Linked DNA regions of Mus musculus: region 1 is linked to region 2. The links are chromatin contacts, called in public HiCAR-type maps. All regions are on one chromosome and are shown on one strand. Each heading gives the region's core, a stretch centred on a gene start, on an enhancer-like site or on the middle of the called end of the contact. The rest is flanking DNA. Distances are from core to core; before and after follow the strand shown.

Evidence for each region. HiCAR-type assays count read pairs that join an accessible place to other places.
Region 1: a contact with region 2 is called in a HiCAR-type map of embryonic stem cells, with 6 times the contacts expected there. The contact joins two enhancer-like sites. A contact is called at or near these places in 3 of 484 Hi-C or Micro-C datasets (embryonic stem cells, nephron progenitors and uterus), 4 of 115 datasets of contacts at active chromatin or transcription factors (cardiomyocytes and embryonic stem cells) and 1 of 9 other capture datasets (embryonic stem cells).

What each region holds. Positions count from the first base shown.
Region 1 is chr16:30,937,220-30,941,517 of GRCm38.p6, forward strand. The region is part of intron 1 of Gm46565 (a long non-coding RNA gene); the gene reads right to left. Among named protein-coding and RNA genes, the nearest start is that of Gm46565, 13 kb to the right of the region's middle. Within about 2 kb of position 2,907, at least 30 of the 459 cell types and tissues checked have an H3K27ac peak or open chromatin away from gene starts, as enhancers often do. A contact at or near this core is called in embryonic stem cells, where this site is marked.
Region 2 is chr16:30,733,258-30,737,596 of GRCm38.p6, forward strand. No RefSeq gene overlaps it. Among named protein-coding and RNA genes, the nearest start is that of Gm33502, 58 kb to the right of the region's middle. Within about 2 kb of position 2,219, at least 53 of the 459 cell types and tissues checked have an H3K27ac peak or open chromatin away from gene starts, as enhancers often do. A contact at or near this core is called in embryonic stem cells, where this site is marked.

The DNA of each region.
Region 1 (4,298 bases), core at 1,657-4,156, 200 kb after region 2:
TCATATCCCAGGACCACACTGGAGGGCACTCCAACTGTAGAATGACTGGGGTGACAGTGTCTCTAACATCATGTACTCAGGACACCCTTGTAGCCCATAAAAATCAGAGTGGATGATTAAGTGGATGAGGGCTCCATTTCTGAGAAGCAGCTCTCCTAAAAAGCTCTGTAGTCAAAGGATTTTGAGTGTGCTAGGTAAAGAGGGAGGAGAACATAGTGGAGGGGGGGGGAAGGAGGACAAGGGGAAGAGGGGGAAGAAGGGGAAGAGGAGAAGGGAGAGGAGGGGCAGGAGGGAGATGAGGAAGAAGAGGAGAAGGAAGGAGGAGGAGAGGGAGGAGGGAGAGGAGGAGGGGGAGGGGAGGAGGAGGAGGAACATGGATCTTCTCTACAGGACTGATCAGGTCCTTTAATGCACTATGGAACTTTCAGAGTGTTCAAGAGCAGGCTCCAGTGTGAGCATAATTCTTAACCATCCTTCCAAGAAATCTTTTAGATCATAAGATTCTACCCCCCCCCCCATAAAATAACTCTGACTCATCCCATTACTTATAGATATGAAATTTAAGTTAAGAGCAGTGAAGTAATGTGTGCCAGGTCATGCAGAGCACTGAACGCTGAGCTGAGGTTAGAATCTTCTCCACTTCACAGGGCTCAGACATGGGTGCTAGGGGCTTCCCAACAGCTGCTACCGCAGCCAGGGCGGAGACTGCTGAGTTAATGGTCATATCTGCTGTCACCATTTGTACCTCCTTTTAGAGAGCTTCTGGCCTGAGCTATGCTTGACTCCCCCACCCCACCCCCAGCCTAGCTGCCCACAAAGCTCTGTGAATATGAGTAGTGTTGAGGGTGCAGTCCTGTCTGCTCACAGCCTGTACCACTTGCAGACATGGCGAAGAAGGCATCCACCCGCTGTAGGAAATGCTTTATTGTCCTAGAACCATGGAGGAAGGAAATGGCCAGCTTCTCAGTGCAAGCTGCCTACTTTCCATGCTGACAATTCAGCACATCAATAGGCCTTTCAGCCAAACACAGGGCAGGGCCAGGCTAGAATTGTGCACCACTCATGCTCTGTAGTTTCATAGCCTGAGAACTTGGTCTTTAGGCTCTAGGTACTGTCAGAAAGTGAAGTTGCCATTCATCCATCCATCTACTCATCCATCCACCAAGCCATCCATCCATCCATCCATCCATCCATCCATCCATCCATGTACCCATCCATCCATGTATCCATCCATCCATCCATCCATCCATCCATCCATCCATCCATCCATTGATCCATTCATGTACCCACCCACCCACACACACATCTATCTATATATGGACAAGAAACATGCAAAGACTTGTATAAGCATTAGATGCCTCATACAGACTAAGTTACTCTCTCTGAAACACAAAGCTGTCCAGCTTGTGGCACTTGTCAGTTTTCTGTGGTGTAAATGTCCCCAAATTTCAAATTACCAACCTGGTGTCACCGATGTGGGACTGGGTAAAGAGGCTGGGTAGTCTACCATATGCTCACATAGTATTTCCACTGAGGTTGGCACACGCAGGGATAGCTTAGCAAATCAGACTCCATTTGACTTAAGCAATACACATTGTTTTCCCAGCAAATCACTTAGCAACCTTGGATAAGCTGCATGCATACCCCTCTCCCAAGGCAATCTGGTTCCTCAAAGCGATGGGTCCCTGGCACTGTTAGTCACTTCCACTTTGTGGTCTACAATGTCTGACTGAGAATTAGGCAGAGTGAATGGGAAGAAAACTGTGTTCTTAAAATAAACTTTTAGGTGAAAAATCTTATTTATCACCTAATGTCTATGCATAATTGGATGTGCAAATGATTAAAAACAGACGCATTGTGGGAAAGGACATTTACAGTAAACAAAGGCTTACATAACTCAAGCCTGTCAATCAAACCAGGAAACTACCTGTCCCTTGTCCCTTGTCCCTTGTCCCTTGCCCCTTAGCAACTAACTCTTCCTCCTCTTCGTAGACCAATAAAAGAAATCCCCAAATGGTCACGTAGTGCTGGCGAGTACTCGCTCAGAGCCCACTCTCTCCTGGGGTATGTGGCCTATACATTGCTTCTGCACAAAAATTCTGCTTGCTACTTACTATTCATGGTGCGTGCATGAGTGTTTTCAGTTCTTTCAACAAGACACCAAGAACCTGGAAACATCTGGCCCCAACTGTACCGCCACCACGTGGACATAAATCTAACCTCAAGCAGTAAGCACAAGCTACAGTAAATATCTACACATGGGTAAGTTTCCAATATTACCTTTGCTTCAAAGTTGAACTGAGGGCAAGGTCTGAGGAAGCGGCTCCGTGCAGAACAGTTGCCTAGGATGCAAGCCCCAGCACAACATATGGAAAAGATGTGAAGAGACTTAATTGAAGATTTGTGCAATTTAATTTTTAATGATGTCGTATTTAATAAAGAGACGACAAAATCCCTGGGAAAGACACATTTGTCCCTGACAAGAGAACACCCGGGGCCACACACGGGAAGGCTCTTCTCCACTGGGGGCAGGAGTTGAAAGGCCACAGTAATACAGTGACAGTCACCCACAGTAAATCCACTCTGCGCAGAAAGGTCAGGCTGGCAAGCTATGTCTAAAGGGTACAGATTAAAATCCTATTGCATTCATGGTCCCCAAATAATTTCAATTTTAGTACTTTTGCAGAGTCCACAGTATTAGCCCAGCCCTCCCTCCTGCTTAAACCACAGTCCTCTGGGCTCTACTGAACCCCTCTTTTGTTTCTGTTAACTAAAGGTCAGCACAGAGGTCAGAGGAAATAGCATCTATCCTGGAAACAAAGACTTGCAGTTCCTGTGCATTGAATCAGCAGGACCAAGAATACTGCAGATGCCGGGGGAGGGCTTTTGTTTTGTTTTGTTGTTTAAACTGGGGATTTCCAAAGCAGATGTTTTTGTAAGTCACACATTGGCCGGGCATGGGCAGAAATCCTACATTGTAAACTCCTCTGAGGATGGGTTAACCAGCACATTCCAGCTGTCAGATGTTAAGAGCCAAGGCCACTGACCCAAGGCTCCTAATTCAGCAGTTCGTGTTAGCAGATGTTTGCTGCCTCCTTAGAAAGTCTTAGCCTGGGTACGTTCCTCTCACATCCTCTACAAGGGTCTCATCCTCAGATCAGCAGATCTATGTGTTGGGAGGCCCAGGGCCCTGGGGACTGCTGTTGCTGCTGCTGCTTCTTCTTCTTCTTCTTCTTCTTCTTCTTCTTCTTCTTCTTCTTCTTCTTCTTCTTCTTCTTCTCCTTCTCCTTCTCCTTCTCCTTCTCCTTCTCCTTCTCCTTCTCCTTCTCCTTCTCCTTCTCCTTCTCCTTCTCCTCCTCCTCCTCCTCCTCCTCCTCCTCCTTCTTCTCATTATTATTATTATTATTATTATTATTATTATTATTATTATTATTATTATTATTATATTATTATTTACACTCTCTGGTTAGGAACGTTAATCAGTCCTGAAACTTTAAATACCAGTGACTTCTTTTATCTAAATATTTAGTGTAAATAGTTTTATTTAAGTCAAAGAGCGAGGCAGGAGGAAGAGTGGGAGAGAGGGGGGAAGGGAGGGGGAGGTGGAAAGAGGGGGAAGAGAAGGAATAGTTGCAATACTCAGATTAGCCAGTAGAGGGTATCAGTTCCCCTGGAGCTGGGGTTCCAGGCAGTTGTGATCCGCTGGATGTGAGTGTTGGAACAGAATTCAGGTCCTCTTCAAGAGTGGTACATACTTAGCCTCTGAGCCTTTTCTCTAGCCCCTTAATAAGGAATTTATATTATCTATTAATTAACTACTATAGAAAATAAGATATTTTAATTATTCATTTATTTGTGTTTGTGTATGTGCACATGTGTATGTACATGTATGTGTGTTGTGCATGTGTGAATGTGTGTAGATGTGTGTATGTGCCATTGTATACATGCAGAGAACAGAGGACAACTTGCCAATGTTGGTTCTCTACATCCACCATGTAGGTCCTGGGGATAGCACACAGGTCATCGACCTTGGTGTCAAAGGCCTTTATCCACTAAGCCATTAATTTTTTAAAAATTAACTAAAAAAATCTATAATAGCATTTTATTGATATGATTATGTTAATATCTTTCACTCATAGCGAACATCTTTTATTTTTATTTCACTAGAGTTAATGATTTTGGTTTGCTTAGCTTTCTCTTACCATCTGGCTAGGTCAACCCATATCCTTAAAGTCTGTCACCGAAGGTTTTGCAGGGTTGAACTCATCACTAAACTTTGCCAGTTCTGTTCTCCTCCA
Region 2 (4,339 bases), core at 969-3,468:
CCTCGGATTCTGTTCCCTGCCCCCTCCCAGCTCCTACTTCATGTTTATTCAGCTCTCTCCACAAAAACATAGGCCCATTGAGATAAAGACCTTAATCACTCAGTCTCAGGGGGAAAAAAATCACTCAGAACCTCAGAAAACTCTCTGAATTAGAGAGTAGCTGAGGGCCAGAAGCAGGAAGAGTTCTAGTCTAGAAAGATCAGTTTACAGGAGCCCTTTAAATGGCCGTCGCTTGGGGTTTCTGCCCTTCGTCACCAGGCAGAGAAACCTTCTACTGTGTCCAGCAAGTAAGCCTCTGTAAGGTCATGGGTATAGGAAAGTGGAAGCCTGGGGGCTCAGAGCCATCGCAAAGAGACTCCTCGGGGTCAGAGGTCACATCTGTGGCTGAGAACAGAAGGTAAAATCGGCAGGAAGTGGCACACTCCTGGCGGATGCATTCCTAAACCTAGGCCCCGAGGTAGCTAACAAGTTCAGCCTCAAGCTAACCCGGTCACATGTGTATGCTGTTACACACTATTGCGCAGGTGTGTGGGCGCTTTGCTATGGAAGGCATAGACATGGTTCCTTCCTAGGTCTACAGATGGGAAGGACCATGCTCAATGGCAGCTTGCAGAGGGAGGGAAATCACAGTATGTTGTAACAGCACACTGCCATCCTCCACGCGCCTAGCATCAGTCCTAAAGTTAGGCAGTTTTGGTTTGAAGGGAGCAATTCATGTCTTAGAAAAAAATTCCTTTATAGGCAAAAATGAATTAGTGTTGTCAGCCAGGAAATATCAGAGTGCCTGTTTTGTTTGTTGGTCATGTTTTTTTTTTTTTTTTTTTTTTTTTTTATCTTGTGATTAGAAAATACATGTGGAGAAAGAGGAACACTCCTCCATTGTTGGTGGGAGTGCAGGCTTGTACAACCACTCTGGAAATCAGTCTGGCGGTTCCTCAGAAAATTGGACATAGTACTACCGGAGGATCCAGCAATACCTCTCATGGGCATATATCCAGAAGATGCCCCAACTGGTAAGAAGGACACATGCTCCACTATGTTCATAGCAGCCTTATTTATAATAGCCAGAAGCTGGAAAGAACCTAGATGCCCCTCAACAGAGGAATGGATACAGAAAATGTGGTACATCTACACAATGGAGTACTACTCAGCTATTAAAAAGAATGAATTTATGAAATTTCTAGCCAAATGGATGGACCTGGAGGGCATCATCCTGAGTGAGGTAACACATTCACAAAGAAACTCACACAATATGTACTCACTGATAAGTGGATATTAGCCCCAAACCTAGGATACCCAAGATATAAGATATAATTTGCTAAACACATGAAACTCAAGAAGAATGAAGACTGAAGTGTGGACACTATGCCCCTCCTTAGATTTGGGAACAAAACACCCATGGAAGGAGTTACAGAGACAAAGTTTGGAGCTGAGATGAAAGGATGGACCATGTAGAGACTGCCATATCCAGGGATCCACCCCATAATCAGCATCCAAACGCTGACACCATTGCATACACTAGCAAGATTTTATTGAAAGGACCCAGATGTAGCTGTCTCTTGTGAGACTATGCCGGGGCCTAGCAAACACAGAAGTGGATGCTCACAGTCAGCTAATGGATGGATCATAGGGCTCCCAATGGAGGAGCTAGAGAAAGTAGCCAAGGAGCTAAAGGGATCTGCAACCCTATAGGTGGAACAACATTATGAACTAACCAGTACCCCGGAGCTCTTGACTCTAGCTGCATATATATCAAAAGATGGCCTAGTCGGCCATCACTGGAAAGAGAGGCCCATTGGACTTGCAAACTTTATATGCCCCAGTACAGGGGAACACCAGGGCCAAAAAGGGGGAGTGGGTGGGCAGGGGAGTGGGGGTGGGTGGATATGGGGGACTTTTGGTATAGCATTGGAAATGTAAATGAGCTAAATACCTAATAAAAAATGGAAAAAAAAAAAAGAAAATACAAACTTGGAGTCATCCACCACTCTGCCTGCCATGTGAATGAAGACCAGCCACAGTGGGAGTGGGGAACACTGTAGAGAAGACACCTATTCCTGGTAGCTCCCTAGAAGCTATTTGCTGTTAAAACAAAAAAATGAATTCCTGGAGCAGATTCCAAAATTCCAGGCAAATTTCCTCACTTTTCACCACACGCTATGAGCTCATGTTCTGGAATTTTCCCCCTGTGTGTGTGACCTTCCCTAACCTAGACTGGATGTACGGGAAAGTGCAGGTGGCAGGAACTCTGTAGCCACGGAATTTCTCTCCAGGGGACAACAGCAGGCCTCAGAGGACAGCTGGACAGAGCCCTCCAGGGGGTCTTAATGGAGGTAAGCACCCAGAGCCCAGAGTGACATTCCTGGCTACCCTGAGGTAAGCACACAACTACACTTCCTCAGCCAAGGAAACATATTTGCATATGCAAAAATGCATTCCTGACTTTACAGGTGAATAGCAAGGGCCTTAGGACCAAATACACCAAGCACACTTTGAGCCCCTGATTTTAGGCTCTGCTGGGGAGATTTTAGGTTGCTGATCAGGGAGAGATCCTGGTACTTTCAGGTATCAGATGAGAAAGAGTATTGAGACCCACAGATTTATAGATTCCTCTCAAAAGCTTCCTTCCTTCCAAACTGTGTCCACTCTTGCTCTCTTCCTGGAACTCCACAAACCGTGTCACACTGCTCACTACAACGGTAGCATCCTTCCTTTCTCCTGCCTTACTCTGCCCGCCTCTTTCCTTCACACCGCGTAGCTACTTCCATATACTTTCTGAATCTCATCTTCCTTTGTCAATCTCCTGGACTCCTCCCTCAGTCCCATTCTGGGTCACCCAAACTGTTGCCATGGTCTGCGTGCTGGCTCTTTTCTCTGAAGCCCGACTACCCCTCCCACCACAGAGCATCTCTGGGATTCTTAAAACCCAGCTGTGTCTGCACTGACCTCTGCTGTAAACCGCTGGACTCCCTGGATCAGCTGCAGACAGGCCCCCAACCCCTCCCCTCTCCCCCCAACCCCCTCTAGCTGCTAGCCCCCACAATTCCCTGGGCTCCTGCCCTTACTCTTGCTTTCAGTTTTCACAGGCTCAGGCTTTTCAGGCCTTCCACGGTGTTTGTTTATCTATCCAACTTAGCCCTTGGGGCCCCAATATGATTAAGAAGCTTCTCTTGGGTTTCTGTCCTGGTACTGTCACCTCCTAGAGAGGTGTCATTTATATCTCAGCCTAGTACAGAGAGGGCTTTAGCTTATGAAGTGAGGAAAATACTTCTCAAGGGAACGAGTGAATGAATGAATGAATGAATGAATGAACGAGTGAGCAAATGAATCGTGACTGCTGTGCTTACGATGGTAGCAGAAGGAAGATGCTGAACCAGTGTGAAGTCATCACTTCTGGACACACCAGAGACCACCTGTGTTCTATCACATCACCAAGGTGATAACCGGGCACAAATTCGCACGTATAGACAATAATAACCCTTGTGTCGAGGTTCCACAGTGATCAGTGGAGCTGATGCATGCGAATATGCTTTCAAAATCATAAATGACTGTTCAGATGTGCTAGGGACGTGTCCAGCATCCCTGACGGGCAGAAGCCTCCGAGCTGGTGATTCAGAACAGAAACAAGCATACAGCAGACATAATGGTCCCATCGTCGTGTCATGGGCTGTGTTGTACCCCTCAGCGTCTAGCAGGGTCCCCAGGGAAGGACAAGGCTTCCTTCATACGCAGCCTGGGCCTTTGGCTAGGGAGATTCCAGATGGTCAGAGAAAAGAATAGCCCCTGGACTGACCCAGGGGCCCAGTGGGAACTGGGCTCTGGTTTGGTGCCCTGTGTGTGCACGCAGTGAGGAACTCTGCTTTCTTGGGCTGTGGCTTGTAGCTTTGGAGCCTTAAAAATAGCACTATAAGGATATTTTTAGTGCATTATCCTGAGGCGTGGCTGACTCTTGTGGGGCTGCGTGTGACGCCTGAAAATAGCTTTGGTCTGTTTGCAAGTGATTCAGACAGCTGGTTCAGAGCTTCGGTAAATACACAAACAAGTGGGGGCTGCTGAGTTCTAACTATAGGTCACCCCACCCCGGCACATCTGGAAAACTGCTTCTAATGAAATTTACAAGATCTCTGGACCTTGTACAAACCACAGTGCTGCTTAGAGGGGCCTGGGGTGCTTCCAGGTGGTAGACTGGACAGAGCAGAAGAGCCAGCCCATTTTACCAAGGGGGAAACTGAGGCTGTGAGAGAATGTTTCTTCTTGCCAAAGTTGCATAGTTGATTTGTGACATGGTGGATTGTGCAAAGCCCGTGTTATTTTTTCCAGCTATTTTGTGTGTGTATGG